Linked DNA regions of Capra hircus: region 1 is linked to region 2. Evidence: chromatin contacts called from public Hi-C data. All regions are on one chromosome and are shown on one strand. Each heading gives the region's core, a stretch centred on a gene start, on an enhancer-like site or on the middle of the called end of the contact. The rest is flanking DNA. Distances are from core to core; before and after follow the strand shown.

Region 1 (2,878 bases), core at 211-2,710, 200 kb before region 2:
AGTTACCTGGAGCTGGTCTGAAGTGTCCAAATGCAGGCTCCACCATTTTCTTCCTCTGTGACCTTGAGCAAGTCCAGCAGTCCTGGGGGCTCCAGTTTCCTCCTTTGTGAATCGGACACAATACCTCCATCCATCACAAAAGCCTGAATGAGAAAAGCAGCTGACATTGTGTCAGGCTCACAGGACCTGCCTAAATACTAGCTGTTGTTATTATTGGGGATTCAAATTCTGTCTTGCTCACTTTGGAGCTCATCAAAGGCCAAGGACCCTGAATGCATCTTACGGCTTAAAGTGTTCTGCCATTTTAGTTGCCAAGTCGTGTCTGCGACCCCATGGACTATAGCCCGCCAGGCTCCTCTGTCCTAGGATTTTCCAGGCAAGCACATGGGACTGGGTTGCCATTTCCTTCTCCAGCGGATCTTCTCGATCCAGGGATTGAACCCTTGTCTCTTGCACTGACAGGCCGATTCTTTATCACTGAGCCACCAGGGAAGTCTAAAATGTTTTGGGGGCACAATTATCATCACTTCCCATTGACATTCCATTTACGTACTGTACAGATTATTTTCAGAGTGATATTTGAGAGGATTTTGAATAACTTGTGGGCTTCCCTTGTGGCTCATTCCCATCTGCCTGCAATGCGGGAGACCTGGGTTGGGAAGATCCCCTGGAGAAGGAAATGGCTACCCACTCCAGTATTCTGGCCTGGAGAATTCCATGGACTGCATAGTCCATGGGGTCGCAAAGAGTCGGACACGACTGAGCGACTTTCACTTTCTTTCACTTTGAATAACCTTTGGTCCTGTTTCTGAACGTGGGCAGGGATCCCTTTGGGGGTGCTCCCCGTGACTCCCAGTTGAGTTGTAGGTTTTGTCCGGCTAGTGTCTGGGGAGGGCTGGGGGCAGATGAGACTGAAGTGGACAGGAAACCCCCACCCAGCCCCTCGAGGCAGAGGGGTCTGGAAAGTGCGTAGGTGTACCATAGCCTGAGAAGCCTCTGGGTCGCACCTTGGAATTCCTCCTTTCTCAACAGAAGCAATCTCCAGGTCTTGGCCTTTTCTCTGACTTTCACCATAGCTGTGCCTCGGGTTCTGTCCATGAGAAATCACAAACTCTAGAGTGGGAGCATTCTGTGCACACTGGCCAGTACTGAACGGTGCCCTTGAAATGGTTTAGACGGGGATGCTCAGGGTTAGGTATATTGGATCCCAGTTATGTGAGTGCTAGGTGGCTTCAGGCGTGTCTGGCTCTTTTTTGACCCCACGGACTGCAGCACCAGAGTCAAGCGGTGAGAGGTCAGGAGGGGCATGGCCACTGGCAAGGCCTCATTGTGGCTTGGCCGAGTGGCTGCAAACACCGCTGCTCCGCTGCTCCAGCAGCCCTTCCCGAGGCTCCGGCCTTCCCTGTGCTCTGGGCTGCAGCAGGAAGCAAGCTCGCAGGTTGTAAAAAACCCACGCAGAGTGAAGGACAAACGAGCCTGCGCTGCCCTCTGCTGGGCTCCCGGCGCATACCCACCACTGGAAGGACTGATGCTGCAGCTGAAGCTCCAACACTGGCCCCTGATGGGAAGAGCTGACTCGCTGGAAAAGACCCCAATGCTGGGAAGGATTGAGGGCAGAAGGGGACAACAGAGGATGAGGTGGTTGGATGGCATCACCCACTCGATGGACATGAGTTTGAGCAAGCTTCGGGAGTTGGTGATGGACAGGGAGGCCTGGGGTGCTGCAGTCCATAGGGTCGCAGAGTCGGACACGACTGAGCGACTGAACTGAACTGAACTGAACTGAACCCACCCAGAACTCAACAAAACAAAGTAAGGCCTGGTCCAGAGAGCTGGGCAGGCCCCAGAGGACGGTGCAGACCCGGAGTCCTTAAAGGGGGCTCCCAACCCCTTCAGGCCCGCTGGTCGCTGCTGCTCAGGCCCCAGAGTTTCTCACTGGGGTCGGATCCCTCCTCTGAGGGTGCAGCGGATGTCACCACCAGCGAGCCGCCCCGGCTCTCCCCTCCTGGCCGGGAGCGTCAGCTGCTCCCCTGCTGGGGAGGGTTAGTCACTAAGTCTGTCGGTCTCATAGGCTGTAGCCTGTCGGCCCGTTTGCTTCTCCAGGGGGATCTTCGCCACGAGCTGTTCGTGTGTTTTGGACCCGATTAGGTTGAAGTGAGCTGACAGTAGTTTGTGATCAGCGGGGGAAGGTTTGAGTTCATTTCTGTGTGACAAGGTAGAGGGGACCCCCGGGAGGTGCGTGGTTGGGCTACCAGGAACGGTCCTCCGTCCGGGAGGAGCGGGCCAAGGAAGCGAGAGGAAAGCTGGGTCATCACGGCGGAGCTGAGCGTACGGAGAAGGGGGAGAAGACAGAGCGTGTGAGCGAGACACGGGATACAGAGCTGGCTGTGTTATTCAGGACGAGGGGAAAGAACGCATGGTTAAAAATCCTCTCTTAGAAATTTTTTGGGTCACGCCGTGCGGCTTGTGGGATCTCAGGACCCCGACGAGGGGCTGAACCCAGGCCACGACGGCCAAGGCGCCAAATCCGAACCACTGGGCCACCAGGCACCTCCCTGGAGACAAGCTTCTGTTTCAAATGTTGAGATCCCCTCCGTTCTGCCGTTTCTCTAGAGACAGTGAGTGTCTGGGCCGGCGGGGGCGCGCGTCCGCCTTGGGGCCAGGAGGGGGCGCCCGAGACTGACAGCAGCCGGGGAGCGGCGGCTCGGCTGGCTCCGCCCGCGCTGCTCCGGGTCCTTCCCAGGCCGCTCGGGGCTGGAGTCGGAGCTGCCATCCTGTGCGGGTTCCTAGAGCTGTCACGACCCATTTTCACCAGCTTGGCGTCATGAAACAACAGAAATTTATTGTCTTCCAGTTCTGGAGGCCAGAAATCCAAACT
Region 2 (3,181 bases), core at 315-2,814:
AGATGGTAGCGATGCATAGCAGTGACTAGTGATGACATTCTGTAGAAGTTTTGTAGGTAGGAACCACGGGAACCCACTAACGGATGGGAGGGAGGCTGTGAGAGAAAGAAGGCAAGGGTGACTCCATGATGTTAGCCTGAGCTACTGTTAAGTTACGGGGTTGCTGTTTACTAAAACAGGAAGACTGGAGGAGGAGCTAGTTTTTGTTTTTAAAAAAAGTCCAAAAAGAACTTTTTTTAAGTGTGCAGTGTGTCAGGGCCCAGCACTGAGGCCGGGAAAGGACCACAGTATCAGCCATCAGGGATCCCGAGGTGGTCGTTGGAGTGCCGTGAAATTCGGGGACTTTAGTAACTGACATTAAGCTCATGCCATCTCTAATGTAGCCTTTGGATGTCTTTTGAGGCAGTGAATTTTGTAATGCCTTGTTCCTTTGTTATGAATAAACGGTTTGTACTAAGAGGCTGTATCACAGCATATAAAAGGACTGAGCTTTCAGTCACTCCGACCAACACGGGCACGTGCCCTTGGGTGCGTCATGGCCTTGGTGGTGGTTTAGTCACTAAGTTGGGTCTGTCTCTTTTGCAACCCCATGGGCTGTAGCCCGCCAGGCTCCTCTGTCCATAGGAATCTCCAGGCAAGAATAATGGAGTGGGTTGCCATTTCCTACACCAGAGGATCTTCCTGACTCAAGGATCAAACCCAAATCTCTTGTGTCTCCTGCGTCGGCAGGAGCTTTCTTTACCGCTGAGCCACCAAGGAGCTCGCTGGTTCTTTTAACACTGGAGGCCCTCAGAGAGGTGAATGGGAATTCCGTGGTGCGGGAAAGTTTAAAAACGATTTCTAGGGGTAAAACAGACCCCAAAGTTTGGGAAACCAAGTTTGCTCAGAGCGCAGTGTATCTAGAAGGAGGTCTGAATGGGAGCTGAAGATTGCTGAGATGGGAGGGGAGGAGTTTGCTAGACTGACTCACTCCCACGGAAGAAGGTGTTGCAGACACAATGAGAGAGGTGTTCAGCCTTTGTGTGGCACTTCCGCATCAGGAGCTGTTGAAAGGCAGAAGGTTGGACTTAGGTTTAGAGGAGGAGAGGGACACTGATCATCCAAGTCCAGGTCTCTAACTTAAAAGAATAGTTACATCTGAACCCAGTTACAGACGACAACACGCGCTGTAAATTTTTTCATCTATTTTTGGCTGGGTGAGGTCTCCGCTGCGAGAATTCTTCTCTAGCTCGGCTCTCGGGCTACTCGGTGCGGCGGCTTCTCGTGTTGCAGAGTGCAGGCGTCAGTAGCTGCAGCCCACGGGCTTAGCTGCTCCGTGACGTCTTCCTGGACCAGGGACTGAACCTGTGTCTCCTGCGTTGGCAGGCGGATAATCTTTACCACTGAGCCACCAGAGAAGCCAAACGCCGGAGTTTTGGTGAGAGGGAGGGAAAAGCTTTATTTGGAAAGGAGGTTGACGAGGCCAGTTTTAAGAGATGGAGTGGTTCTGGTGTAGAGTGCATTCTGTATCTTGCACTTGCAGCTCTTCACTGTGCTCACTTCCAGAGGCAGAGCAGGTCAAAAGGTGGAGAAGATGGCTGGGCTGCCCGTGGCCAGGAGGCTCTGTCCTCCGGGACGGGTAGCTTGGGCGGAACCTGTCGCGGCCCTGTGAGAAGAAATCCTTAGTGCATAGCGAGTGGCTGTATACTTTCTGCCCGTTATAATGTTACTTCAAATAAGATTAAAAATTCAAAACATCAACCAGTGCAGCTGACTGGTATAATTAGACCACGTGCTAAAGAAGATTTACAGAAAAACATTTAGGTACAATCCAGGAGTCTGTAACCATTTGTTTCTGTTAAAAGTGGCATGGGTTTTCTTTCAAATTTAAGTATAAAATTTATTTTCATCTCACCCTGCCCTTTGTGTCTGAAGTCCCCGGGGGTCTCTGTTTCAAGTTTCAGACTCCTGGGGGCTCAGAGTCCTGGTAACTGCAGTCAGCTTTGCTTTGCTTAGGGGAATCGCATCAATGCCAAACTGCATCCCATAACCCAAGATTGCAGCCACCTCTTTCCGAGCTCTTTCCCACAAAACCTGGTAAAAGTCAGAAGAGATGGTGGCGACGTAACACGCCAGCCCTGGACTGGGGCACAACACTGCAGCCCTCTAACGCCAGGGAGAGGCTCCTTAGCGGAGACCTCACTCCCCATCCGTGTCAGAGGGGCCCGCAGCCTCGGCTGCAGAAAGGGACCACACGTGAAATGACTTCCCAAAGAGGTATCCAACCGTATTCTAGTGATATGTTTCAAAACATTTAAATAGAGTGGAACTGTGCTTTAAAGAATCGAGTGGTTTCAGCCCAGAGGCGGCGTGGGTGGGAGTCACATTTGGAATTGTCTGTCTCCGCGGGAGAGAGGACCGACCAGGTGCTGTCGGAGGGTTTGATCTGGAGCTGCTCGACCTCCCAGGGGCGAAGGGCTGTAGCCCCAGGAAGCACAGCCTTGGGGGCGGGGAGGCGGTGTTGGGTGTGAGGGATGACTTGGATGACGGAAAGGACAAACTGAGTACACTTTGACACTCGAAGCTTAGTGCAGCCAGAGCTTTATCGTCACCAGGGGACTTCTCAAGCCTTTGCCCTCAACCCTTGGCCAGAATATACACAGAAGATAAACCCAGCTTCCCTCTTGGGCCTCGTTTCAGCTCCTTCATCTGTTTTTTCCCCCCACCCATCCCACACAAAAGGGGGCCCTCTCCCAAAGCCCCGTGGCCGCCTGATCAAGCCTCTCTCTCCGTGACCCTCATTCAGCTCAGCCGGCCACATTATGCCTTGCCCTGAATCCCCCATCCCGGTTTCCGTCTTCAGAACCCACAGCAGGCTGTGGACAGGGCTGGCAGACTTAGGAACACTTAGGAGTCAGGAAATCCGCCATGAAGCGTCCTGGAGGAAATGTGTCCCAAGTGGGGCGACGGGCGTGGTCAAGACCTGGGGCCAAGATCTTGACAGCGGGGGTCAGGGCACCTGCAGATGGGTTTTGTCATCCGTAGGACTCGGTATAGCTCATCTTTCTCCCGTAATATCGTTAGTGCCTGGAGATACACTCTAACTGAAGAATTCATTACCTGAGCATCCCATATTAGTTCCTGGGAAGAAAAATTAGCTTTTAAATGCACATTATATAGCCAAGCTAATCTGTTGCCAAGA

Evidence for each region. Hi-C and Micro-C count contacts between places; a contact is called where the count stands out from the background.
Region 1: a contact with region 2 is called in a Hi-C map of blood, with 6 times the contacts expected there. The contact joins two enhancer-like sites. A contact is called at or near these places in 4 of 5 Hi-C or Micro-C datasets (blood and liver).

The regions. Positions count from the first base shown.
Region 1 is chr24:58,036,288-58,039,165 of ARS1.2, reverse strand. No RefSeq gene overlaps it. Among named protein-coding and RNA genes, the nearest start is that of MALT1, 69 kb to the right of the region's middle. Within about 2 kb of position 1,460, at least 3 of the 5 cell types and tissues checked have an H3K27ac peak or open chromatin away from gene starts, as enhancers often do.
Region 2 is chr24:57,831,559-57,834,739 of ARS1.2, reverse strand. All of the region lies in intron 3 of ALPK2 (alpha-protein kinase 2), which reads left to right. Among named protein-coding and RNA genes, the nearest start is that of MIR122, 61 kb to the right of the region's middle. Within about 2 kb of position 1,564, at least 2 of the 5 cell types and tissues checked have an H3K27ac peak or open chromatin away from gene starts, as enhancers often do.